Linked DNA regions of Mus musculus: all the other regions are linked to region 1. The links are chromatin contacts, called in public HiChIP or PLAC-seq and Micro-C maps. All regions are on one chromosome and are shown on one strand. The core of a region is the stretch at or near the end of the contact, and the rest is flanking DNA. Distances in the headings are between cores, read along the strand shown. Region 1 holds the start of Septin9 (septin 9). Region 2 holds the start of Sphk1 (sphingosine kinase 1). Region 3 holds the start of Ube2o (ubiquitin-conjugating enzyme E2O). Region 4 holds the start of Prcd (photoreceptor disc component). Region 5 holds the start of Tmem235 (transmembrane protein 235). Region 6 holds the start of Afmid (arylformamidase). Region 7 holds the start of 6030468B19Rik (RIKEN cDNA 6030468B19 gene).

The links. Hi-C and Micro-C count contacts between places; a contact is called where the count stands out from the background. HiChIP or PLAC-seq counts read pairs in DNA pulled down with a chosen protein or histone mark.
Region 2: a contact with region 1 is called in an H3K4me3 HiChIP or PLAC-seq map of embryonic stem cells, with 7 read pairs. The contact joins the promoter of Sphk1 here to the promoter of Septin9 in region 1. A contact is called at or near these places in 2 of 115 datasets of contacts at active chromatin or transcription factors (embryonic stem cells and pancreatic cancer cells).
Region 3: an H3K27ac HiChIP or PLAC-seq map of extraembryonic endoderm stem cells shows a contact between it and region 1, with 3 times the contacts expected there. The contact joins the promoter of Ube2o here to the promoter of Septin9 in region 1. A contact is called at or near these places in 2 of 115 datasets of contacts at active chromatin or transcription factors (extraembryonic endoderm stem cells and pancreatic cancer cells) and 1 of 9 other capture datasets (embryonic stem cells).
Region 4: a contact with region 1 is called in a Micro-C map of embryonic stem cells, with 1.7 times the contacts expected there. The contact joins the promoter of Prcd here to the promoter of Septin9 in region 1. A contact is called at or near these places in 1 of 484 Hi-C or Micro-C datasets (embryonic stem cells) and 1 of 115 datasets of contacts at active chromatin or transcription factors (pancreatic cancer cells).
Region 5: a contact with region 1 is called in an H3K4me3 HiChIP or PLAC-seq map of embryonic stem cells, with 3 times the contacts expected there. The contact joins the promoter of Tmem235 here to the promoter of Septin9 in region 1. A contact is called at or near these places in 1 of 39 promoter capture datasets (embryonic stem cells) and 5 of 115 datasets of contacts at active chromatin or transcription factors (embryonic forebrain, embryonic midbrain, embryonic stem cells and 2 more).
Region 6: a FOXA1 HiChIP or PLAC-seq map of pancreatic cancer cells shows a contact between it and region 1. The contact joins the promoter of Afmid here to the promoter of Septin9 in region 1. A contact is called at or near these places in 3 of 39 promoter capture datasets (cranial neural crest, embryonic stem cells and second pharyngeal arch cranial neural crest), 1 of 15 datasets of contacts at CTCF or cohesin (large pre-B cells), 3 of 484 Hi-C or Micro-C datasets (embryonic stem cells and uterus), 15 of 115 datasets of contacts at active chromatin or transcription factors (the NIH/3T3 cell line, craniofacial prominence, differentiating embryonic stem cells and 12 more) and 4 of 9 other capture datasets (adipose tissue, embryonic stem cells, liver and 1 more).
Region 7: an H3K4me3 HiChIP or PLAC-seq map of embryonic forebrain shows a contact between it and region 1, with 4 times the contacts expected there. The contact joins the promoter of 6030468B19Rik here to the promoter of Septin9 in region 1. A contact is called at or near these places in 3 of 39 promoter capture datasets (cranial neural crest, maxillary cranial neural crest and second pharyngeal arch cranial neural crest), 1 of 15 datasets of contacts at CTCF or cohesin (large pre-B cells), 1 of 484 Hi-C or Micro-C datasets (embryonic stem cells), 11 of 115 datasets of contacts at active chromatin or transcription factors (the SCID.adh cell line, bone marrow-derived dendritic cells, craniofacial prominence and 8 more) and 1 of 9 other capture datasets (embryonic stem cells).

What each region holds. Positions count from the first base shown.
Region 1 is chr11:117,264,694-117,268,117 of GRCm38.p6, reverse strand. It overlaps Septin9 (septin 9), which reads right to left and starts at 1,872. Exons shown (of 11, transcript NM_001113487.1): 1 at 1,523-1,872. The coding sequence starts at 1,577. Gm39478 (a long non-coding RNA gene) reads left to right here and starts at 1,934. Exons shown (of 3, transcript XR_880325.3): 1 at 1,934-2,299.
Region 2 is chr11:116,530,593-116,534,016 of GRCm38.p6, reverse strand. Sphk1 (sphingosine kinase 1) reads right to left here and starts at 1,566. Exons shown (of 6, transcript NM_025367.7): 1 at 649-1,566; 2 at 1-47.
Region 3 is chr11:116,579,715-116,583,138 of GRCm38.p6, reverse strand. It overlaps Ube2o (ubiquitin-conjugating enzyme E2O), which reads left to right and starts at 1,692. Exons shown (of 18, transcript NM_173755.3): 1 at 1,692-2,127. The coding sequence starts at 1,726.
Region 4 is chr11:116,655,248-116,658,671 of GRCm38.p6, reverse strand. Prcd (photoreceptor disc component) reads right to left here and starts at 1,564. Exons shown (of 5, transcript NM_001163318.1): 1 at 1,365-1,564; 2 at 1,066-1,134. The coding sequence starts at 1,435.
Region 5 is chr11:117,858,848-117,862,271 of GRCm38.p6, reverse strand. It overlaps Tmem235 (transmembrane protein 235), which reads right to left and starts at 1,520. Exons shown (of 4, transcript NM_001085535.1): 1 at 1,346-1,520; 2 at 1-44. The coding sequence starts at 1,520.
Region 6 is chr11:117,824,060-117,827,483 of GRCm38.p6, reverse strand. Afmid (arylformamidase) reads right to left here and starts at 1,565. Exons shown (of 11, transcript NM_027827.3): 1 at 1,478-1,565. The coding sequence starts at 1,534. It overlaps Tk1 (thymidine kinase 1), which reads left to right and starts at 1,470. Exons shown (of 7, transcript NM_009387.2): 1 at 1,470-1,770; 2 at 1,852-1,883; 3 at 2,703-2,813. The coding sequence starts at 1,705.
Region 7 is chr11:117,796,021-117,799,444 of GRCm38.p6, reverse strand. It overlaps 6030468B19Rik (RIKEN cDNA 6030468B19 gene), which reads right to left and starts at 1,785. Exons shown (of 6, transcript NM_029964.1): 1 at 1,642-1,785; 2 at 990-1,022. The coding sequence starts at 1,678.

The DNA of each region.
Region 1 (3,424 bases), core at 623-3,122:
TTTCAGATACACTTCCAGGAGAATGAAAGGCTCCAGGGCAAAGGAGAGGTGCACAGAGGGGCAACCCAAGGAGCTAGGACAGTCCCTAGGACATGCAGAAGGCACAACAGCACGGAACAGGTCTGGGGAGACCTTAGTATAGACATGGACTCCAAGAGGTCCAGGTGGTTGGGGGCACAAGATCTCCTAAGCAGCGACTATGCCTTGATTCAGCACAGATACTTGCTCCCACCACTGAGGTGACCAAGTGGGTATGATATTCCAGGCTCCTAAAGCCTGTACCTGCCAATACACAACTCATCAGCAACCACCCGCCCCCCGCCCCCCGCCCCCCACCCACTTCCTGACACATAGCTAATCACCTAACTCAGAGATAAGGCTGACCTCAGGTGGGCTCAGGACAAACCCCCTGGTTCCAGTCATGGGGCCTGGAGCACCCCCAACTGGTCACTTGAAGAGCCTGAAACCTGGCCGTCTTTAACTATGTGAAGCCCTTCCTCCCTCGCTCACAGCCCACCAGAGGGCTCTGCCTAAGGCTGCCTGAGAGCCCCTCAGAGGGGCGGGGGCTCCGGGCCCGGCAGAGTCAGGCCCGCCCCTCGGAAACCCAGCCCCAGACGCGCGCGGGACACCATTGTGTAAGCCTCCCTTTCCACTGGCTTTATTTACTCCGGAGGGGGACGCAGGACGAGGGGCCACGGCACCGGCAGTGGCAGTCACGAGGCCTCTGGAAAGCCCGCGCATGCAAGCCCAGGGCGGAGATGGAAGGCCCACCCTTGGAGGAAACGGCCCCCAAGTATCTTTGCACTTTGTAAACTCAGGACAAGAGGCGAAAGTGCTGTCCTTGTGTGAGCGCACAGGCCCCCTCTCTCCCAAAAGGCTCTTCTCTCTCTGATGGATAAAGGTGTCCCAGGCCTGGATCGGGGGTATTGGACATCCCACCCTGGACCCTGAGACTCGCCGGGCCGGGATCCCCTCGGGTGCATGGGGCCTGCGGGCCGATCAATTTGGCAGCCCTTGCCAGCCCCGGGACTGGGCTCAGCCCCAACCCCGGAGCTGGCGTGGGGGAGGGGAGGAGGTCCACCCTGAGGATTCGGCCTCCCACTGGATCCGAGGAGGGGAACTAACTCCCATGCTGGTGAGAGCTGAGGGCGAGCACCAAAAGAAGAAAACCCACTGGTTTCCAGGGTGGAATTGCGCTCCTGGGGTTGTTCCCAAGAAGTCAAGCCCGCCCTCGAGGAGACGACAGTCCCAGAGCAAAAACAAACAACAATAAAAAGACGAACACCCCAGAGGCAGCATGAACCTGGGATCCCCAGGGGGCGCGTGGCCCCCAACTATAGGGTCTATCATCTACAGGCCCCCTTAATGGGGCTCTCCAACTCGGCAATGCGGGGTCTGGGGCGCAGAGCCCCAGGGTGAGCAAACCGGGGTCTTGCCTCTCCCGTGCTCATCCCGTCCCGTCTCAGGCCCGCCTGGAGGTTCCTGCCCAGCTCGCCAAGCAACCGCTGGGTCGGGCACCCACCTTCAAAGTCTGAAATGATCCCGTCCAGCTGTGCGTTGACCGCGGGGTCGGACATGGTGGCTGGTGCGCAGGGAGTCCCGCGGAGACCGGGCCCTGCGCGCTCCCGCTCCCGGTGCAGAGCTGGCCGCCGGAGCCCCTCGGCCCCCACGGTCGGCTGAATGAATGGGGGAGGAAGGCGGGCGCCGGCCCCTCCCCAAGCACCCGGGCCCCCGCCCCGCCCCCGCCTCCCGGCTGGATCAGGTTCCCGTACCCCAGCCGGCCTCCGCGACTCGGCACTGGCTGTTGCGCCCGCCTGTCAAAACTGGGCCTGGAGGGGATGGAACCAGAGCTGCTTCTACAGGGACTGCAGAGTCCCAGGCACACGACCTGGGCTGCCCCCCCTTCTCCCTTCCTGGCGGGTGCCCAGGGGACCGCGACAGACACGGCCTCGGCCCCTCCCCCTCACGCCCCTCCGCGGCCAGATGTGGGCGGATGTAGAGGATGTGGAGGCCGGGCCACAGCAGCGGGCGGGCGCCGAGGGGGACAAGATTCCTCCCCTTCCCTGGGCGCAGTGCTCTTGCTGCCCGAGGTTTTATTTACGCAGCCAAAGTTCCTGAGTGCCTCCTTCGCATATAAGCACGGGGCCTGCAAGGGTTAAGCTGTAGCGCTAGGCTAGTGTGGGTCTGCAGGACCCTAGACGGTTCACTACAGAGATGAGGGTCCCGGGAGTTCTCAGCATCCACACGTCGAGGACTGCTACCCCCTTGCACCCCCGGGGGTCGCTGCTGCATCCTTTGGGTAAGTGCTACGGAAGGGATAGGGCAGGGAGAGGCGGCCCTTCTGAAGAATCGTTGCAACGCCCCTCCCCCCTTCCACTGTATGGGCTTCCTGAGTACAGAGAGTGGACCACGACCTTCCCTCCAGAAGAGAGAAACCATAGTTCCTAACATCAGAAGGAAGGAAGAAGGCTGCTCCTGGGCTCCTTCCACATCAGTGGGTACCCACAGCCTAGACTTTCTCTGTCCAAGTAGCCTTCACACTTCAGACATCCACCGGGCAAGCAGAGAAAACCACGGGGCTATACAGAAAAAACAAACACTAGTTACCAGGAAGGGTCCCCAGGGATTGGGGGGGTGGGGGGAGGCGGTGTTCACCACTTCCTGGATGAGCCAAGTCTCCTGCCCGCTGGGCACAACCTTAGACCTGGGACCTCTCTGCTCAATCAGGGCTGCATGGATTCATAGCTGGGGACAAGTCCCTGCAGAGTGGGCGAGTGACTCATCCCCTGGTCCTCAGTGTGAGTCCCTGAGCTGTCCTGGGTCTGGGTCTGCTTTCTCCCTATTCCACCATTCTCAGTGAGGGAAGAACAGTGCTGAGACCTGCAGAGGCTGGTGAGGCTGCAGAGGAGAGGAGAAGCCTGGGCTAGGTTTGGTGAGACTTTTTTTTTTAAGCTGCTGGAATAGAGTCCTTCCTATTTCAGAAAATGTGCCCCTCCCTCCCTCCCTCATGCCTCAGATGGTTTAAAAACTATTTTCAACCAAGTGAGCTTTTGGACATGGAAAGTGCAAAACCACGGCCATTTTAGATGCACCCGCACCCCCATCCTTCTGGAAGCCTTACTTCAGGAGCAGTGGGCACCCCTGATGGCTTCTGTCAGGGTCTCAGCCTGCCTGGCAGTCTGACCATCACCAGGTCACCTGCCTATCCCACATTTGGGGGATTTCAGGATCCAATCTAAGAAGCTGAGGCCCTTACCACAAAGCCCTGGGAAGATGCCGGGTCCCTGGGACAGCGTCCAACCTGAGTGGGCGTTGTTCATTGGTGTTTCTTATAAAAAGCACCTGGTACACAGAGACACACCCGAGCGATTGTTCTCCCCAGGGCAAGTGCAGATTAGCAGAGACACAGCGCATTGTTGCTCAG
Region 2 (3,424 bases), core at 317-2,816, 730 kb after region 1:
TCCCTGGGCTGTGTGAGCGCCCTCGTCATTCCCCGGGGCGGCCAGATCTGAGGGACAGGAGGAAAGAGTGGTGGGGTTCTCTGCCTGGGCTTCCATGCACGTGGGACAAAGTGCCCAACCAGAGCCCCTGGCTCGCGACTGAATCACCAGAGCCCCGTGGGTGGGGGATCTAGCTTTCCAGAATGAGCTTCCCACCCCACGAACATTCCGTTCCAGGGGACACCGGATTCGGACCCGACGCATGAGTCAGTGACCCGTGGCTCTCTTCGTCGGGCCGGCTCTTCACCCTTCGGGCTTGGTGGAGAATCCAACTGCATACAATTCCCAGAACTGGCATTGAGAGGCGCGTACTCTGGGACGAAGAACCCCATCGCAACCTGCGCAGTCGCCCGGTCCCCTGCCTGAACTACGAAGCCGCTGAAGCTCCGAGTCTCCAAGAGGGTGGGGGTGGGGGTGCGTGCCGCACTCGTGAGAACAGCGCCCAAGTCCCGCAAAAGCCTGCCTGTGCTGGGCGGACCCACAACTATGGTCTGCCCTGCCGGAGCGCGAGTGTGCACTGAGGCGCAGGCGTGGGGCCGTCTCCTTCACGGACCCACGAAGGCACCGCCAACTACGGGAGGGCGCGCGCGGGGGAAAGGGGATCCCTACCCAATCTGTCCCACGGGCGGCCAGTGGCGGAAAGCAGCTCCTCTCCGACTCAGACCCGCGACAGAGGGACAACTGAAGCACTGGGCTGACACCGACTCCAAGGGATCGCCCCCCTCCGGTCTCAAACTTTTTGCTCAATTTCACGGCGGCCCGGGGAGGGCGCTGAGCCTCTGGGCCGGCCTGGCCACGCCCCGCGTTCCTTGTGCTCTCGGGGTGGAACCAGAGTTGCGCGCAGCTCTGGTCCCCCACCCGCCCGGGATCTCACTGCACCTCCCCGAACACAGTCGCCGCCAGCCTGGGCTCGGCCACGCGCAGATGAGGGGCAGGATCCCCGGATACGATTGTGCGCCCGGTGCTGGAGGAACAGCTTAGGAAGTCCGCAAGAGGTGGGGTTCTGAGCCCGGCCTGAAGCAGCGCATCCGCGGAGCGCGAAAGCGAGGGCGCAGCCCACATGCCGGCGCCCAGCATCCGAGCGGGCTTCGGGTACGCGTGGGTCTGCGCTTACTGAACCTCGAAACTGCTGTTCACAGTAGGGATGCAGCGCCTCTTTGGCGTCGCTTAGACCTAGCCTGAATTCCACATCCAGACCCTAGTGCTGTCCTGACTCTGGGCCAGGGTCGGGTCACCCGCCACCCGCGAACTTCTCTTCCTCCCCTGCTCCTCCGCGGTGCCTTTACTTTTAGCTTCCAGATGCAGCCGCTGGCTCACTCAGACGCCGAACCCGAAGCAGTCTGGCACGCCTTTCAGGAGAAAGCTGAACCGGTTTGGGGACGAAGTCGAGATGAGAGTACCTCGTCAGCAACCTCCAAAGGTGGAGTCTTTCCCCCCAGGGAACACTATCAAGGCCTGAGATGCTGCCTGCCGCGGATGATCGGGATCCACGATCCTCACCGACTGGAGGAACCCAGCAGTGTGGACAGGGCAATGGGGGCTCTCATCAGGATTGGAGAGGCTAGCATGGGGGCGTGGTCCCAACCTCCCCACCCCTTCGGGCGATCTCGGGGTGAAAATGCACACGTGCCCCGGTGTATGCGCTTCGGTGGAGATAAACAAGACGCATAGTTGTGTAAGTGATATATTTCATGGCAAGTGACCTGAGGGTGTCCGTGACTAACCGGAGTTAAATTTTTGGAAGATTATTAGCGGAGACTTGGAAAAAGAAGCTCCCAAATCCTACCAAGCACCAAAAACAGACACCAAACTCCCAAGGAAGCTGCATTGGTTTAGCTCCGGTTACAGAGAACTGGCGCGCCCACACCGGCCCCCGCGCGACCCCACCCACCTCTATCTTCGCATCGCTTCTTAAAGTCCAGAAGAGGCGAGTCCAAGAGGAAAACGAACCCAGATAAGAAAGGATTGCAGTGAACTAGGTCACGCCTTGAAGGTGGCTTCTCTCCCAGAGGACCCTGGAGTTCCCCGACCGAGTTTCTCAGTATTTTAGGAGTCCCCAGGAGGGCCAGGGGCACAGGCTGGACCTGCGGTTCCGCACGCGTCACTGCAATATATGCCTTGGCTCTGTACAGCCGCGGGACAGCCTGACCGGATCATGAACGCCCCGAGTGCCTTCCGAGAAGGTGACTCAGCGACACGCTCACGGGTGGAGAAACTCCCGGAAACAACCAACCAACCAAAAAAAAAAAAAAATGAGGATTTGGAGGGAGCAAGGGCGTCATCACCCACCCCCGGTTCCGCGACTCGTGGCTACCAAGATCTGGTCCTGCACCTACCCCCATCCCCGGCTTCCCACCTTACACCCCTGGAATCTAGCGCGGACAAGGAAGGATTGCAGCTCTGCAGCCGCAGTGCCGTGGTCACGCGCTGCGGGGACACGAGTCGCGGTGGGAGGAGGGGGCTCTGCGGGGAAGCCAGGCTCTCTGCCACTCGCTCCCTTGTCTACCCTGCCCCCTCCCCTTACCAGAGACCTAGGGTCCAGATCTGGCGTTGGTATCTAGCAGACTCAGGGAGGAAACTATTCTCCCCGAGATTTTGAGCTTGGAGGGGGGCTGGCTGCCCAGACTGTAGGAAACACCCTCCTCTGCTCTCTCACGGTTTGGGAAGGAGTGTTTATCAAGCCCGACAAGCAAGTCATTAACAACTAAAGAGGAGAAACTGAGGCACGGGGAAGGAAAGATCGGGCTGTGTGTAAATTTACGCTCAAAATGCCGACCTGGATCAGGGTCTCGCTTTTCTTTGAGGCCTGGGGCTGGAACTTCTCATACTCTGAGGGCAAGCGTGGAGCAAGGTTGACTGGAAACTCAGTCCGTGGGAGAGAGCAGAAGCAGCCTGCAGGACATTTTATACTTGGGCCTCAGGGCCGGTTCCCCTTCTGCTCAGAAGAGACCCAGTGGGAGGGGGGTTCCAGTCTGGCGCTGGTTCCAGTGGACACAATGGCTCCTCTGTGTCGGCTGCCGCCTCATCCTCTGGCCTCCTCACCTCTCTGGTCTCTGCCTCTTTCATTCTTGTTCACCTCCCCCATTCCATGCAGCTTTCTAGACCCTTTCCTTTCCTAAAGAACTTTATCCTATCTGTAGAAACCGGCAAACAGCACCCCTGGCCCTGTAGCCGGGAATGGACAAGAACAAGATGTTGGTTTTCTTTTGTGTCTCTGGAAGGATTGGGAGGTGAAGGGCCTTATGGGAGCTGTCAAACCAATTCCCAACAAAGCTTATAACAAACCCCAAGCCCTTCCCCCAGTCTGGGAGGCCAAGTACCACCAGAGCTTACTCTGTGTTAGCTAGGCTGGTGTATTGCTCCCCTCAACAGCCACTTCAGGAAC
Region 3 (3,424 bases), core at 443-2,942, 680 kb after region 1:
CTGCTTTTTCAGCTATTTAATGAGTATTTGTTTCACGTGCCCAACTAGACTGTCCTCTAGGCACATGTTCATGGCATGCACCACCACACCCAGTTGACAACAACTTAAAAAAATTATTGTGATGATATCTGTGTACATGAGTTTGGGCACATGTGGGCATCTAGAAGATGAAGATGCAGTCACTCTGCAGGGCTACAACTTGATTAGGATGCCAAGGGTGCTTGCTAAACTTGACTGACTAGGAGTGAGGGCACATACCTGTAGTACTCACTAGGGAGGCAGACACTGGCAGATCTCTGTGTTTGAAACCAGCCTGGTTTACAGTGTGAGTTTACATAGATAGGTGGATTTCTGAGAGTCCAGGCCAGTCAGGGCTGCATAGTAAGACTCTGCCTCTTTTTTCTTTTCTTTTCTTTTCTTTTCTTTTCTTTTCTTTTCTTTTCTTTTCTTTTCTTTTCTTCTTTTCTTTTCTTTCTTTCTTTCTTTCTTTCTTTCTTTCTTTCTTTCTTTCTTTCTTTCTTTCTCTCTTTCTCCCCCCCCCACCTTTTTTTGATTTTTCAAGACAGGGGTTTTCTAATATATATATATATATATATATATAAAATTTTAAATTTCAATTAATTTTATTTATTTATTTTGGTTTTATTTTGTAGCCCTGGCTGTCCTGAAACTCACTTTGTTTGGTTTTTTTAAAGGCATTTTTTATTAGATATTTTCTTCATTTACATTTCAAATGCTATCCCCAAAGCCCCCTATACCCTCCCCTGTCACTTTGGGTTTTGTTTTTGTTTTTGTTTTTTGTTTTTGTTTTTGAGACAGGGTTTTTCTGTTTAGTCCTGGCTGTCCTGGAACTCACTCTGTAGACCAGGCTGGCCTCGAACTCAGAAACCCGCCTGCCTCCCAAGTGCTGAGATTAAAGGTGTGTGCCACTGCCTTGCAAGACTCACTTTGTAAGTCATGGCTGGCCTCGAATTCACAGATATCCTCCTGCCTCTGCCTTCCAAGTGCTGGGATTAAAAGCATGTGTCATAACTAAACCGCATTTAAAAAATTTTTGTTTGGCTTTTTTATTCTTTTGTTTGTTTTTACTTTTCGAGACAGGGTTTCTCTGTGTAGCCCTGGCTGTCCTGGACTCACTCTGTAGACCAGGCTGGCCTAGAACTCAGAAGTCCATCTGCCTCTGCTTCCCCAGTGCTGGGATTAAAGGCGTGCGCCACCACTGCTTGGCTTGTTTGGCTTTTTCGAGGCAGGGTTTCTCTGTGTAACCTGGACTTGCTTTGAGACCAGGCTGGCCTAAAACAGAGATGGGCTTGCCTCTGCCTCCTGAGAGCTGGGGGTTAAAGGCGTGGCCACCACGTCAGACCCGGGCATAATTTTTTTTTAAGAAATTACAGTCAGTTTTGCGTGCAGTCCCCGCCCCTCAACTCCGGTAGACCAGTACCCTTCCTCAGGCCCCTAATCCATCTTCGTTCCTGCAGCCCTGCCACGCCCCGCGGCAGTCCTTCCACCCCCGCCCCAAGCATCTTCAGCGTCCCCTAGCGACCGGGCGGCGGCTCCTAGCAACAGCATCCCGGCGCCCTAACGACGGCGGCACGCAGGCCTACGTCAGCGCGCTCGGCCCCGCCCCCGCGCCGCCGGCCCCGCCTCCCCGCGCCTTAGGCTGCCGCCGCCGCTACCGCCGCCGCTGTCGCTGCTGCCGCCGCCCGAGACTCGCGCAGAGCAGTTATGGCGGATCCCGCAGCGCCCGCACCCGCCCAGGCCCAGGCCGCCGCCGCCCCGACCCCGGCCGCAGCCCCCGCCGCCGCCGCCCCGCCGCCCGCGCCCGCTACGGACTCGGCCTCAGGGCCGTCCTCCGACTCCGGCCCCGAAGCAGGCTCACAGCGCCTGCTGTTCTCCCACGACCTGGTGTCCGGCCGTTACCGCGGCTCGGTGCACTTCGGGCTGGTACGCCTCATCCACGGCGAGGACTCGGACTCGGAGGGCGACGATGACGGCCGCGGCAGCTCGGGCTGCTCCGAGGCCGGGGGCGCGGGCCACGAGGAGGGCCGGGCCAGCCCTCTGCGGCGCGGCTACGTGCGCGTCCAGTGGTACCCGGAGGGCGTCAAGCAGCATGTGAAGGAGACCAAGGTGAGGCGGGCCGGGGCGGTCGGCAGGGCTCGGGGAGGGGAACGCCGCCTCGTCGCCCGGTGCACCGTCATCACACCGGCCTGGGCGCGCACGCCGGCAGGGCTGCTCCGGGCGAGGGGAGGGGCCTTGCGAGCGATGCTCGGCTGTGGTGTTGGCCTCGGGGTGATGGACGCGCACGGATGCCCGTGGGGACCTCCTCGGGCGCTGAGGCGCGTTCGGCGTTACACTAGTGCGGCGTTTTTTGCTTACAACCCCCACCGCTAAAGGAGGTCCGTGCTGCATTGTGCTTTCCGAAGGGAAGGCCGTGCCGGGGAGGGCTTGGCTGTGGGTATTCCAAAACAAAGATAGAGGTGAAAACCCAAGAAGTTGAGCAGATGCTGACGGAATGCATGGTGGGGCAGCGGCCCCACGTCTTTTTTGTTGTAACCCCTCTGCATCCTTTGAATTGCCTCGGAGAACTTTATGAGGGAAATGATGAACCAGTCCAGGGCCATGATATTAATAGTACTGAGGGAGATGGTGGCAGCTGCGACTGGGTGTCTAGGACTTCTTGGGGTGGGGTGGCCTATGAAATCGTGGACAGAAGAGAGAGGGACCAATGGGAAAAGCTGCATCTTGTTTTTTCGTTCTTTTGGTTTTAACCTGGGGCTCTTAAGCAAATACCACATTCTCCCACTGTTCGGGAAAGAGGCTTGTGAATGGAGCAGTTCTACAAGAGCGGACTGACATCATAAACCTAAGCCAAGATTGGTTTGCAGGCTTGTTTTCCTGAGTGTGTGGTTTTGTATCTGTCTCTCACATATCTTTACCTCACAGCTCCTCCTGTCCTGCCCCTCCCCATCAGGAAACATTTCTAAGCATGAATCAGGTCCCTGGAAGTGAGAGATCTGCTTTGGGGGAAGGCTGTTAAGTCACTGTTTTTTGCAGTGCTGAGGGTTGAACCCAGGAACTTGATGCTAAACCTCCAGCACTTTGACGTAGAGCTACGTCCTAAACCATTCTACTTTATTTTGAGAGTAAACCTTGCCAACTTGTTCAGATTGGTTTGGAAATTAAGATATTCTCACCTCAAGCCTAGACAGTATAGAGGAGCCAAGCCACCAAAACAATCGCAGGGGGCTCTTCAGAAATTAATATAAGGCTGTATGGTGACTCATGTCTTTGTTTTTTCCAGACAGGGTTTCTCTGCGTAGCCCTGGCTGTCCTGGAACTCACTCTGTAGACCAGGCTGGCCTTGAACTCAGAAATCCGCCTGCCTCTGCCTCCCAAGTGCTGGGATTAAAGGCATGCAGCACCA
Region 4 (3,424 bases), core at 315-2,814, 610 kb after region 1:
AGAGAATGAAAAAGAGAAAGGTCTAGGGAAACATAAAGCACCCATCAAGTACTCAGCCGGGAGGACGGCTATGCAGCCAGGACCAGGACAGCTATGTAGCCAGGAGGACAGCTATGCAGCCGGGAGGACGGCCATGCAGACGGGAGTACCACTATGCAGCCCAGAGTACAGCTAGCACGAGTTCCCAGTTCCACTGTGCTTCCGCAGCTGTGCAGCTGTTGTCCACAACTCCAGCTTTAGGGGGCATGGTATGTGTTTACCCGCCCACACTGACTTGAGCCAAGTTAGTAAGGACACCCTCCTCCTGTGGGCCCCAAATCCTGAAGGCCCGGGAGATCTTTTTTGCCCTTTGTTTTCACTAAAAGTGAGAGTTGATCTTGGGATCCTGCCCATGCTAGGGAGTCCACGGGACATAACCTTACACATAGGTACTAAATTGACACTTTTGTAGTGTCTTGACGGGCGTGGAGACTCTGGAAAACCAGGGAAGGAAAAGTCAGGAAGAATGCACAACTTTGCCTCCCCAAAGGCCACATGGCTGCAACCTAAGGAAGAGTTAACTTTCAGGCCATTGGAGACAGCGTCCTGCCCGCAGGGGCAGCCCAGCCAATGACACTTAGTGTCGATGACGTCATGCACCTCCTGCGCCTTCTATTGGGGACTGGACAGCGAATCCTGCTGGAGGTTCAGGCAACGGAGCTGCAGAGCCCGTCCGTGGCAGAGGAAGGAGGAGGAGGAGGGCCAAGGACAAGAGAGCAGCAAATCGACCCAGAGTGGCTCCTGCCTCCTCCCTCTGCTCCCTGCTCCTCCAACAGAAGGTCCTCCTGGGGACTGCCCCACACTCACATCACAGAAGCAAAGCCACACAGCATTGGTTCAGAAAAGAGGAGCAAGGACTCCCTCTGCCACCTAACCTGCCCACTACACAAGGAGTGACTGGTGAGGGCTAGGGCTAGGGCTAGAACTCGGTATTTGAGTGCCTGTGCGCGCATGCGCACACAAACACAGGCGCACACACCAATAGTTTCCTTAGCACTACTTTCCCCACTCCTGACTCTCTTTCACCTGCCGGTAGATTGAAGGTCTGTGTCTGAGCCGCTGCCCACGACTGTCCCGTCCACTCTGCTGGGCTCTCTGGAAGGGAAGAGCAGGCAAGAGAACCTGTAGGCAGTGCTCAGCCCCTGCCCCACCCCTTTACCACAGTCCAGCAGCACAGCACTGGCTGCTCCAACCCACACCACTAGCTCCAAGAGGGACCCCTCCAGGGTGTCCTTTGAATTCCTTTCCAGACCAGCTTGTCTGTAACTCTCCCTGGTGGTCCCTCCCACCCACGACCCCAATCCACAGCCCCATCAGTTTCTCACGGTTCCACTCGGTTGGTAAATCTACGGCGCCACAGCATGGCCAAGCTGAACAGGAAGAGGGTGGTGCACATGGCTCAGCTGCCCCATCCCCACCGACGACCAACTCCGCTGAAGAAGGCCACAGGGCCGGGGAGCCACAATGGCCAGCCTACCTCTCCCAAGCCACCGCTGTGTTTCCTGAAGTTCCTGGGAAGGGATTAGGACGTTCAAGCTGATTAGTGGAGTGGGCAGACCTGACCTTGTGAAGAGAGATTAAACTCACCAGGCCCAAGATCTCCCCTCTAGTGGCAGAGTAAGTCAGCCTCCTTCAAGGCATGCCAGGTAACCCTGAGTGCCCCTCCAGAATGTTCTACCCAGAACATTCACTACTATCCGGGCTTTGGCATCAAGGCACGTAGTGCAATCGAGCTAAGTGAGCTACTTCCATACACTGTTAAATGTACCTGCAGAGCACTTGAGGACTTAGAAGCATCAAGGATAGCTTCAAAGAGGATCTGGGGCCTTGGCCCGGTGACAAAGACCTGTAAGCCACTGGGGAGGGGAGGAGCACCTCAAGTTCAAAGCCTGGCTGAGCTCCAGAGAGCTCTGAGGCCAGCCTGGGAAACCTAATGAGAGTGTCTCAAAGAGCTCTGAGGCGATAACTCTGTAGCAGAGTACTTGCCTGGGGTTCCAAGGCCCTAAGTTCAGTCTCCCATACGGGAGAGAAAGAGTGAGCTATCACAGGAGGTGTCTGAACGTGCAGGTGCCAGAGAAGGACGGGCCCTCAGCCAACTCTGCCGGGCTGCTGACATGAAAGCTTGCCAGTCTTCAGGGACCGAGGCTGCGAGGCAGGGGAGTTGCACTGTCGCAGCCAAGGCAGGAGAGAATGGCAGAGAGGAGAAGAGATGGATGATGGGACCAGGAGGACCAGAGAGTAGAGCGTGTGTGTGTGTGTGTGTGTGTGTGTGTGTGTGTGTGTGTGAGTGTGTGTGTGTGTGTGCTCGAGCACGTGTGTGCGTGTGTGTGAGAGTATGTGCATGTGTGTGAGAGTGTGTGCGTGCACATGTGTGTGTGCGTGTGTGTGTGCGTGTGTGTGTGTGTGTGTGTGTGTGTGTGTGTGCATGCGTGCGCGTGCACCAGGCCTCCCCTGCACCTTCTGAGCTTTCCTAATTACACTCCCTTTGCAGTAAAAGGCAGAGTCGAGGTGTGCACACAGACAGAACTATAAATTCTATCTTATATAACAATCTTATGTAATTTAGATACAAATTATAAGCTTATCAATTATATACTAGACTACTGTACCAATATAATCCTATGTTATGGAGATACAACAGTCAGAGGAGAAGTTGAGAATCGATAGAAATACTCTTTGCACATCCCACCTGGACCTCCTGGGCAACTAGCTGCCTTGGGCAGTAGGGCTTGAGTCAGCAACACAGGGCTGAGACAAGGGCTGAGTGATGCTGGGACCTAAACCCACCTGGGCCATCACCTCTCCAGGACCTTCAGTTTTCCTTCCTAAACAAGGTGGGAGGTAATGTCTCCTGGCCAGGAGTAACATCAGACACCCCAACCCTGAGCTCCAGGGAGCAGCCTGCTGGGCCTATAAAGGTTCTTGTTAACCCTCTGTGACTGAACCTTCAAGTCTGTGTTTTTTAAATTTAAAATTTTTTTGTTATTAGTGTGTGTGTGTGTGTGTGTGTGTGTGTGTGTGTGTGTGTGTGTGTGTGTGTGAGAAAGGACAGCTTGTAAGAGTCAATCTCGGGCTGGTGAGATGGCACAGTGGGTAAGAGCACCCGACTGCTCTTCTGAAGGTCCGGAGTTCAAATCCCAGCAACCACATGGTGGCTCACAACCATCCGTAACAAGATCTGACGCCCTCTTCTGGAGTGTCTGAAGACAGCTACAGTGTACTTACATATAAATAAATAAATCTTTAAAAAAAAAAAAAAAAAAGAGTCAATCTCTTCCTTCCACCCCGTGGGTCCTAGGGCCGGAACTCTTCAGATCATCAAGTTTTGTGAGGCAAATACCTTTAAAGATTTTAAATCAACAGGGACCCAAGCTGAAGAGGAGAG
Region 5 (3,424 bases), core at 271-2,770, 590 kb before region 1:
GGCACTGGCAAATGGGTCAATCAGGGGCACGCAGCTGTTCTGCCCTGAAAACCAAGGTGCAGATGGGGGCTGGGCATCATGGGCACCATAGCCTTGGGACCCAGTTTAACTCTTGAAACTCAGGGCTATGGCTCCAAATGGGACTAGAGACTAGACCTCTTATTTAGTTAAGGGTCACAGAAGGTCATACCTACTGGGAAGTGAGTGTAAAAATTCAAACATTCAGAAATGCCCAGATTGGGTCACCAAAAGAGGAGATGCCACATCCTGGAGCATTCCTGACTCGTGTTATCAGGGCTCTCTGGTCCTTACACATGACCACACACTCATAAGCACCTACATACACTGCTGAGCACACAGGGAAGCACCCACACATGCACGTATGCTGAGCGCGCGCACACACACACACACACACACACACACACACACCTACATCTACACATATGCCGAGGACACACAGATAAGGAGGTTTGCCAGGTAAATGAACAGTTTGATCATTCGTCCCAAGCACACAGAGGAAGCAACCATCACGCATCTGCTTACACATACAAGTCTGCTCACAGCTGTGCGCAGTCACACACACACACACATACACACACTCATACACACAATCATATTTATTTTTGCCTCTCATAGTCACACAACTTATATTTCCTCACACACACAGTACCATGTGTTCATACACAGCCACTGTCATATTCTTGACACCCTTTGGCAAGGGCAGCATCAGGCTGAGGTTGGTGAGAATGGGGGCTTGAGGGGCACTGGGGAGCCTCACATAGGAGACACCAGCCCCTGGTCACTTGGCTGAAGGGCCCTAGACATCCACACCTATGCTTCCTGCCCCTCCTCGGCCCCATGGCCCCTCCTCTAGGAAGGAGTCAGGACTTCCGTGGTCCCTGGGCAACAGCCCTGTGGAAGAGCAGAAAGCGCAGGAAGCTGCGACTGAGCCCTGGTGACTGGGACCCAGCCACCGGTGCTCTTCTTCCTCTGACCTCCATGGGGGCACCTAGTCCTAGAAAGGCTAAGGAGGTGCAATCAAGTTACTCAGAAGCAAGGAGCAGGTTCATGGCCCACCCACCTGACCTGTCATCTCTCAATGGCACCCCTACTCTTCCCAGCCAGGCCTTAGAGAGAAGCTCTTCAGAATGTAAGGAAGCATGGTTTCAGCCCCCTCTGCTTCCCAGCTATGGCCACGATGGCAGCAGCCTGTCCCTGAGCGGGGACCTTCTTTCTCACACTCCTCCGCATCCCAGCAATGGAACTGATAGGGACGGGGTTAGGGGGATAGGAATAAAGGAGGTGGAAGGAGAGTGGGACCAAGGAGTCTCTGTGTGTAGCTCACCTTCACAGGTGCGCCAGAGCCCGGAATGCGAGAAGAGCTGCACGCCACCGAGGCCGCCAGCGTCCGCCACCTCCAGGATGTACCAGTAGTCGCTGGCGACAGCCGCTGCCAGCAGCGCGAAGCTGAGTAAGGCGCCCAGGGCTGCGCTCAGGAGCAAGGTGGCTAGCAGGGCCATGTGAGTTAGAGCCAGACAGCAGCGCACGGGACGCAGGGCCGAGTGGGAAGAGGAGCTAGGGACTGGCTGCACAGAGTGGCAGGGAGGTGAAGACAAGAACTGTCGGCTGGGGACAGTCGGGGTTCGGGACAGAAATGAAGCAGGCTAGTGAAGGTTTAGGCGGTGGGAGGGGAGGGAGCATCAGCAGGAGAGGGCATGGGAGGGGTGTTGCAGAGCAGGCTGGCTGGAAGCAGAGGTAGATAGAAGGCAGGGGCGGGGGAGAGACAACGTCATAGGTGCTTCTGCGACCACTGCATTTCTGCCACCGCAGGAGTGGTCAAGTTTTCTAGGAAATGGATCACTTTTCTGTGCTGGCCAGGCAGTAAGGGAAGAGAGGGGGGAATCTCAGGTCGTAGCAGAGCTGGAGACAATAAATTTGGGCTCAAATTCCAATGATGTCACAAACTAGGCACAGTGCTGTGTGATGTTTGGGAAGAGGATCGGAGGTGAGTCTAAGATGGCCCCACCCCCAAGATGTGCAGGAGCAGTCAGCAGCTGGACCACTGCAGCAATAGCTCCTAGAACGGAGGTTTGTGGAGAGGGAAGGGTGGTAGACAGACCCAGCTGGGCACATTTAGGGAAGACTTGGGTTGTGACACATCTCAGTGTGGGGTCCTGGTTTCCATTAGTCCCGAGGACCAGTGGAATAAGCTTCCTGCAGCAGGGAGAAAAAAGCATTGCTTTTTTTCTAACTCACTTTCAGAGCACACATACAGACCCCTGCCCCCCAAGGACAGGAGTCAGATGCTAATGGCAGGAGAGGCAAGGGAGCAGGGAAGAGGCCTCTCCCAGGAAGAATCAGGCAATGGGAAGCAAGGTGAGCTGGGTTACATTTTGGAGAATGGGGGGACCTCTAAATCACCGCCCCTGGGGAGGACAGAGCCCAAAGAGGAGGGCCAGAGGTGGTCTTTCTAGGACACCAGAGCTTTGACACTCAGGTCAACCACCCCCTTTCTTGGATTATTTGGGTCTCTCCATAATATATGTTTTCTCTCTGCTAAGCTCTTGGCTTGAGGAATATGGTTCAGAGATAAAAGCAATTTTAGCAAAGTTATTAAAACGATATTTCAAGTGGAATTCAGCCATTGAAACAAGAATTGATGCAAGCACAGAATTCTTCCAGCACGCTGCAAGCTGCTCCCTTCACATGCACACCAAGCTCTCCCCAGCCACATCTGCTCTGTGACAACCTCTCCGCTGGCATTGTCCCACAGACACCCCTGCTCTGGAAGCAGGTGGTAGCCCTATGATCTGGTGCTTAGAGAGGCAGCCCTCCCAAGGCAGGAGGAGAGGGAGAAGGGAGGCTCTTATCCCAAACCGATTACGGCTGAGGAGTAATCATGAATCACGTAGACTTGAGGTCACCTAGCAGCCACCCCAGTCAACATGACAACAATCAGTCTTGCTTTCAGTCAAAGGCTTCTTGCATAGAAATCTGAATTGACAGGCTGGTCTGGCCCCATCCCTCTCTCACTGAGTCACTGAGCCCCCCCCCCCCCAATCCCTGTCCTTGAGCAGGTTTGTAAAGGTTCCTGTTCTTGGTGCAGCTCAAGCGGGTCTAGTGCGGCAGCTGTCAAGGTAGGTGACAGCCATGCCCGAGGCCACTGCTACCCCAGAGTTAGGGGCAGGTGTGGGGGTGGAGGTGTGTGATGTTTGGGAAGAGGATGGGAGGTGAAAGCAAGATGCGGCTGCCTTCACAGCACTGATTCCCTGAAGCTGAAGGGCTGGACGATGGCCTGCTGAGCAGTCCATTCCCACTTCATTTTCAACCCTGGGTTCTGTGCAGCAGAGCCACTGATGACATTGTCCTCTAGGAGGCAGGTGCTGGTCCCTGAGGGGCTGCCCTAATGAATTCAGCCAGTGAC
Region 6 (3,424 bases), core at 316-2,815, 560 kb before region 1:
TAGCCAGGACTACACAGTGAGACTCTGTTTACAAATAAACAGTGTTTGGGTTATAAAGTGAAAAGTGGGGACAGTTCAGTGGCAGAGCATTTGCCTGTTGTGCTGGGTTCAATCTCTACCACCACGAGGGGAAAATGTAAGATGCCCACACTTAACACAGAAAGCCAGGAGGACACAGGTTCCTAAGCCAACACAGGAATCCTGAAGACAGTGAGTGCGTCTTCACACTGAGGCCTGGGGCTGGGCACCTTTGGCTCTCTCCAGCTGTCTCTAGCCTTGCTCTTCTCGTTGATATAATGGGGGTGCTAGACGCCCACAGGGTTGGAAGGGAGGTGTGTAAGAGAAACAATGTAAGCCCCTTGCTCAAACACAGCTGCCTCTGCCTCTTCCTGTTGAATGTTCGTCTTACATGCTATAGACCCTTCTCGTTCCGGTTGGTACCTGCTGGATGCTAGGGGCCTGGCTAGGCATCATCTTTTTTTTTTTTGTCGTCTTTTTGTTTTCTCATCTCTTGTAACTGTGTAGCTGCCTCGAGGATCAAGTGCTGAGATTACTGACATGTGCCAAAAGTCTTTTTATTTCCTCTTTAAATGTGTGTGCCTGCAGTCCCTTCTGGAGCTGGACGCTGTGAGCTGTCTTGATGTGGGTGTTGGAAATCCTCAACTCTGCGCCTCCGGAGGAGCTGTGGATGCTCAACAGCCGAGCCATTTCTCTAGCCCTCTGCCTTCATTTTTACTATTAGGATTTATGATTGATTGTATTTTAAAGTTTATTTTTTGTGTAGTCCTGGCTGACCTGGAACTCACTCTGTAGACCCGGCTGGCCTTGAACTTAAGTCACCTGCCTGCCTCTGCCTGGAATTGAATGCTTGAGCCACCCCCGAGGACACATGTTCCTAACTTTCAACAGATTCTAAGTGATGTCTGTCTGTGACCAAAACAAAGAAGCCTGTTTAATACAAGCTAACCAGTCAAGAAATCCTAGTGGAATGGTAATTAACTACAGCAAGCGCCAAAATGTGTTGTCCTGCTTTGTGTATGCCTTTGGTAACCCTTGCCGCAACCAATGGCAGACAGAGTAACCAAACAAATTCCTGAGTGAGAAGGTTTCTGGGCATGCTCGGTGTGAGCCATAGGAGTTTTAGCATGGGAATTCTGAAGCCGCTCAATACAGTCTGTCCCTGAAGGTGCCTGCCTTACTTTGCGACTCACAGCAAGGACCCCCAGCCTTGGCACCTTCCAGACTGTAGTTACAGAAACACAGAATCACACTGCACAACCTCAGAGTAAGGTCCAAACCCTAAGCCCCTTAGTTCCTGCTGGAACTTGAGTTTTCGCTGTCTTTAAAACCAGGCTAACAAGCTAAACCTGCTCTATGACGAGAAAAATGAAGAAATCTGGCGCTCAACGCTTGGAAATTTGGCTTGTGGGCATCCTAAAATTCCAGTCCCGGCTCTGGGCGGCTGCACCACACCTACCTCCGAAGACAAGTTCCTCCAGGGATTCTGGCCCGCAGAAAGGGAAGGAAACGCCATGGCCAGATCCGGAGGGGATGGTCGAGCTCCAGGCTTTTCACGTAGCTGAGAGGTGGGACGAGTCTTGTCTTCGTCCCGCCCCCTTTTGAGTTCGCGGGCAAATGCGAGCAGTAAGTCGAAATTTTTCCACCCACGGACTCTCGGTGCTAACTAAGGTTTGCACAGCAGCCATGAGCTACATCAATCTGCCCACCGTGCTGCCCAGCTCCCCCAGCAAGACTCGGGGGCAGATTCAGGTGCGGGGTCTGGAGTGGGGTCGGGTGGTGGCTGGTGCGGGGTGTACAAGGGGGAGACCCCTTAAATGACTTCTCTTCTAGGTGATTCTCGGGCCCATGTTCTCAGGGAAAAGGTAATGAATGGGCCTTCGGGGCGGTGGGCCTCCCTCTCTCTCTGCAGCCTCTCTCTCTGCAGGCCCTGGCTCTCCTCTCCCCCCTCCCCCATCTTCCCAGGAGCCTCTGACTAGGCGGCAAACGCGCTCGACCTCTGTGTGTACATTCCCGCCCAAAATTCGATTTCCTGGATTGCTGCCATCCTCCTGCCCAAGCCTTTTCTCTTGGGGAACCCTATCTTTGCTGAGGCGGACCACATGGGGGTACAATTGAAGACCCCAGCCCACATTACCCAGGAGCCCACCGAACTCTCATGTGTCCCCTGGGAGTTAGGCACCTTCTCTGACAGTTTCCTCATTCATTCCCCATGCGAGCTCTCCTAAAGCCTTGGAGCCCAATTAACTCTGAGGTGAGGGTCTAAACTCTGGGAGTCCCACCCAGAATAACAAACACACACTACTTGGGTTTTCTTTGCTTTATCTTGGGGTTAGTTTTTGTTTTTTTTTTTTTAACTCAGCGTCTTTATTTGTGGCCCAACTCAGAGATCCGCTTGCCTCTGCTGGGGTGCATCACCATACCAGGCACCTCATTATTTCTGAATGGTCTGGTGTCACCTCAATTTGTCCCTTGCCCCGAGGGTGAGGGCCAAACTCATGATCTGGGATCCAGAAGCAAGCTCTCTGGTGATTCTGTCAAAGACTTTGAAGTTCATTCATGAAAATTGAATTTTGTTCAGAACAGCATGGGGTGAACGGCTGCAGTTCCGGCTGCCCGACGCTAGGTGGTAGTGGCAGCCCGCCTTTTGCTCGGGCCTCATGTGCTCTGGTTAATTCTTGCAGCACAGAGCTGATGAGAAGAGTCCGGCGCTTCCAGATCGCCCAGTACAAGTGCCTGGTCATCAAGTATGCCAAAGACACGCGCTATAGCAACAGCTTCTCCACACATGATCGGTCAGTCCTACCCCTGAGCCTGCCCTTCGGAAACCCCTAAGCCTCGGGGCACACTGCTGCTAGCCTCTAGTGGATATGAATAAGTGCTCAAAACTTACTTAGAATAACCTGTCCCCAAGTGTCCATTGTACCCACGGAGGCTGGGAGAACCTGGGTCCCACTTGGGTAGAGGCTGCAGCCCTCTTGACTCCAGAGATATTTCCCCCCCTCTTTAGTTGGCTCTCTGCCATTAGGTAGCCGTCATCATTCTGAATTGTCTATCTATCAGCCCTTCCACTGGACATTTCCCTCTGAGCCCAAGGGTAGGTAGGAGTTCAAGAAAGTAATTTGTGCCTCTCGGGGTTGCTGGAGCTGGGCCAAGGGTGAGCAGCCTGGGGTAGAGCAGGTTTCTGAAGCGGAGCAGGAAGTGGAGCCGAGAACTACCAGGACTTGGGAGTTGGCCTGGGGATTCAAGCCAGGCTTCCTGCCAGACTCTGTACTGAGGTCTTTACAACTGTCTTTGTAACCACGGTGCCAGCGCTCAGGACGGGATGTGCATCCAGGAGGACCGAAATCAGAGGAGGCAACAGTGCCTAGAGTGGTGGCCACAGCTGGCTTGTTGCCTGTCCTCT
Region 7 (3,424 bases), core at 536-3,035, 530 kb before region 1:
ACCAGCTCTTTTTTTAACTGTGACACTAATAAACTTTTTCTTTTTTACAGAAAATGAGGAAATGGTAGTTTGGTCTGTGCCTCATCCGAGTGAGATCTGCGTCAACACCACCCTTCAGCAGAACAGAAGGGGATGCCCAGGGATGCAAGGTGGAGACAGGGAGGAAACGCCTGCCTCCACCTTGAAGGGTGCAGGAGGTGGAGAAGTGGCGAGGACCATGAAAGGGGTCCATCTAGGGGAAGGAGGTGAGAGGCAAAGAGGAAAATGGAGCAGGGCATGAATGGAGCGGTCCAGGGCTGCGACCTGTCCCTGAAACCTCTCCTTCCTGGCTCTGTACCGGGACTACTGGGGAGAAAAAGAGAGAGGGGAAGGGGGAGGGAAGGAGAAAGGAGAAGAAAGGAGGGACAGGAAGCCGAAAAGAGAGAGGGAACACAGGAGGGATCTATCTGTTTATCTGTGCATATATATGTGTATGTGTGCATGATATAGTTATACATACATAGGTATATATGTATAGATAGATAAATAGATCAGACAGACAGACAGACAGACAGACAGACAGAGGACACTCACTCTCAACTGCTGTCAGAGCAAAGTGGCTTAATCTCTAGATTCCCTGAGGTCTCCAGCTCCCTCAGCAAGCCCCTCCTGTCCCAGAAGTGCACACTAGAGTTCCCCAGCCTTCTCTGCATCCCACCTATTAGGCAGAGCTGTGGGACTTGATGGAACAGGTGAATTTTGCCCCCTGGGAGGACCTGGGCCCTGTGAACAATGCAGCTGCTCCCTGTGGATCCCTCCTCTTTACACACCTCAAACTCCTCCTCTCCCACCCTGCCCTGTGGGGTGGAGGTCACAGTTATCCATCTGGATCCTCTCACACCAAGTCCTCACCATCAGTCTTTTTAGCCAAGGCACTTGCCACAAGCACCCAGCTGTGACCCAGGTGTCCCCAGCTAGATCCTTCTCCCCCCAGTGTGGGGGCTACTCACCTTCTGTCTGCTCCTCTGAGAAGCCACAGGCAGCTGTAAAAGAGGAGAGGGGAGGGGTAAGAGGAAGCCCTGCAGAGGAGGGAGACTGTCCAGACAGCTTCCTGCCCAGGCTGATATCTGACAGTGAGGCCCCTGGGACCAGTTAGCATCTCTGATCTGGAGTTTTTATCTTATCTTACTTAACACAGGGTCTCCCCTATACTCCAGGCTGGCTTTGAACTCAATACGTACCTGAGGGTGACCTTGGAATCCTGATCTTCCTGTCTCTACTTCCTGAGTGCTGGACATGCACACGTGCGCATGGGCACCCTCCCAAACACACTATACCACACACACATCACACCATACACACATACATACACATACAGAACACACTACACCATACTCACATACACACCACACATACTACATACACCAGTGGAATCCAAATGACAGATGATACCCTAAACAAGGTCACATCTGCATAGCATAGCACATCTGTCTGCTGTCAATCTCCTGCTCAGACCCTCTCACCGTGTCTCTCTCTCTCTCTCTCTCTGGCTTCCAGGGTGCTTCCGCCTTTGGGTCTCTTTCTCTCTTGGACTCTCTTCACACTCCATTCCCTGAGCCTACTCTCTCAAGGCCCTTCCCGTGATGTCTGCAGGAGACTCACCCAGCATGGCAAAGAGGAGCAGCTGAAGGAGCGCCATGCGTCTGTGAGGTTGGGGCTGTGTATGGCTCAGGCTGTCCAAAGCTTCCTGTCTGGCCTCTCCACCCCAAGGCCCCTGGATGCTCCTCGGGTGGCTGCCTGCAGCTAGGAGATAACTTGAAGGTTGTGGCTCTCCAGGGGCCCCAATACCTTACAGGGCTGGTTCCAGGGATATCTGTGTTCTCCCCCTGTTACCTGCAGGGGAGGAGGGGATAAGCGCGTGTGTCTACTGAGTTTGGGATGTGTGATTATCCTGGGGCACTGGCGTGGGGCTAATGTTAACACAAGGGCTCTCCTTATCCAGGAAACCTGGAGAATCAGTAGATTCCTGTTAAGAGGCAGGGAGGGGAGGTTCACATCATATTGAGATCCATCTGAACACCACATACCAGGTGAATTTTGCCCCCTGGGAGGACCTGGGCCCTGTGAACAATGCAGCTGCTCCCTGTGGATCCCTCCTCCTCGCACATCTCAAACTCCTCCTCTCCCACCCTGCCCTGTAGGGGTGGAGGTCACAGTTATCCATCTGGATCCTCTCACACCGAGTCCTCACCATCAGTAACGTCTTTTTAGCCAAGGCACTTGCCACAAGCATGCAGCTGTGACCCAGGTGTCCCCAGCTAGATCCTGTCTAGCTATCGATATTCTGCTCAGACCCTCCCACAGTCTCTCTCTCTCTGGCTTTCAGGGTGCTTCCGCCTTCTGCTATAGCTGGTGCATTCTGTCTCCAAGTTAGACCTCAGGTGGGATGAGACTCTGTCACCTGAGAGTGTGTAGCCCAGTGCCTTACTCTTTTTTTTTTTTTGACAGATACACAGTAGTTTATTTTTAATATGCTTTTTAGCTCAATGGTTGGATACTTTTAAGCCTCCTGAGGCTAACATGTCCTTATCTTCACTCAGATCAACACCTCTAATTCTGCCCTCAACTCAGTTGCCCAGTTACCTTCCCCTTGCTCAGCACCCTAAATCTGCCCTCAGTTTAGTTACATTTCTAATTTCCCCAAACCCAGTCAGGGAAGAGGCCAATGGCCACTCCACCCAAGATCTCACATGGCTGGTGGCTCTCTCTCCCTCCCAAGCTTGGTGAATCCCCTTTCCCTCCACCTGTGTCTGCTAACCTGCCTGCAGGAATCTGAAAGTCCCTCCTCTCCCACTCAGCCATTGCAGTGCCTTACTCTTGTCTTTAAAGGAGTTCAGAGAAAGGCAAGGTTGTCCCTTAAGGACCTAGATCCAGCCTTACCTGGACAAAGGGAAGTGGACCATGCGACCAATACTGGGGTGGTCTGAGCAGAGCCGTTCTTTCCGAGCCTAAGGCTACACCAGGGCCAGACCCACAGGGACCGAGGGGCAGAGAACCGAAGAAGCAGGTAAGCTGGCACTGGATCATACTACCCCATGGGAGGCCACCCATAGCTACCCACCCACATGGGTGACCCCCCCCCCCCCAGTCTAGGCCTGCAGACTAGCCTGTGGCTTTCTGGGCAGGCTCAGTGACTGCACAGGAGACGCCTGCTTTGACAGTGTCTTCACAGCAGAGGACTCCTGCTGCCAGGTCACAGCCTGTGTCATGTGTAGATGCTCCACAGAGCCTGACTGGCCACTGCACTCCAGCCCCTGTCCAGCCCTGTTCTCTAGGAAGGCCACTCTAGCCTGGGCCCCTCTTGCCACTCTTGGAGGATCTACAGTGGCCGAGTTCTATCAGGAAGCTGTCTGAACTGTAGCTCCATAGTCAGAGGGCAGAGTGA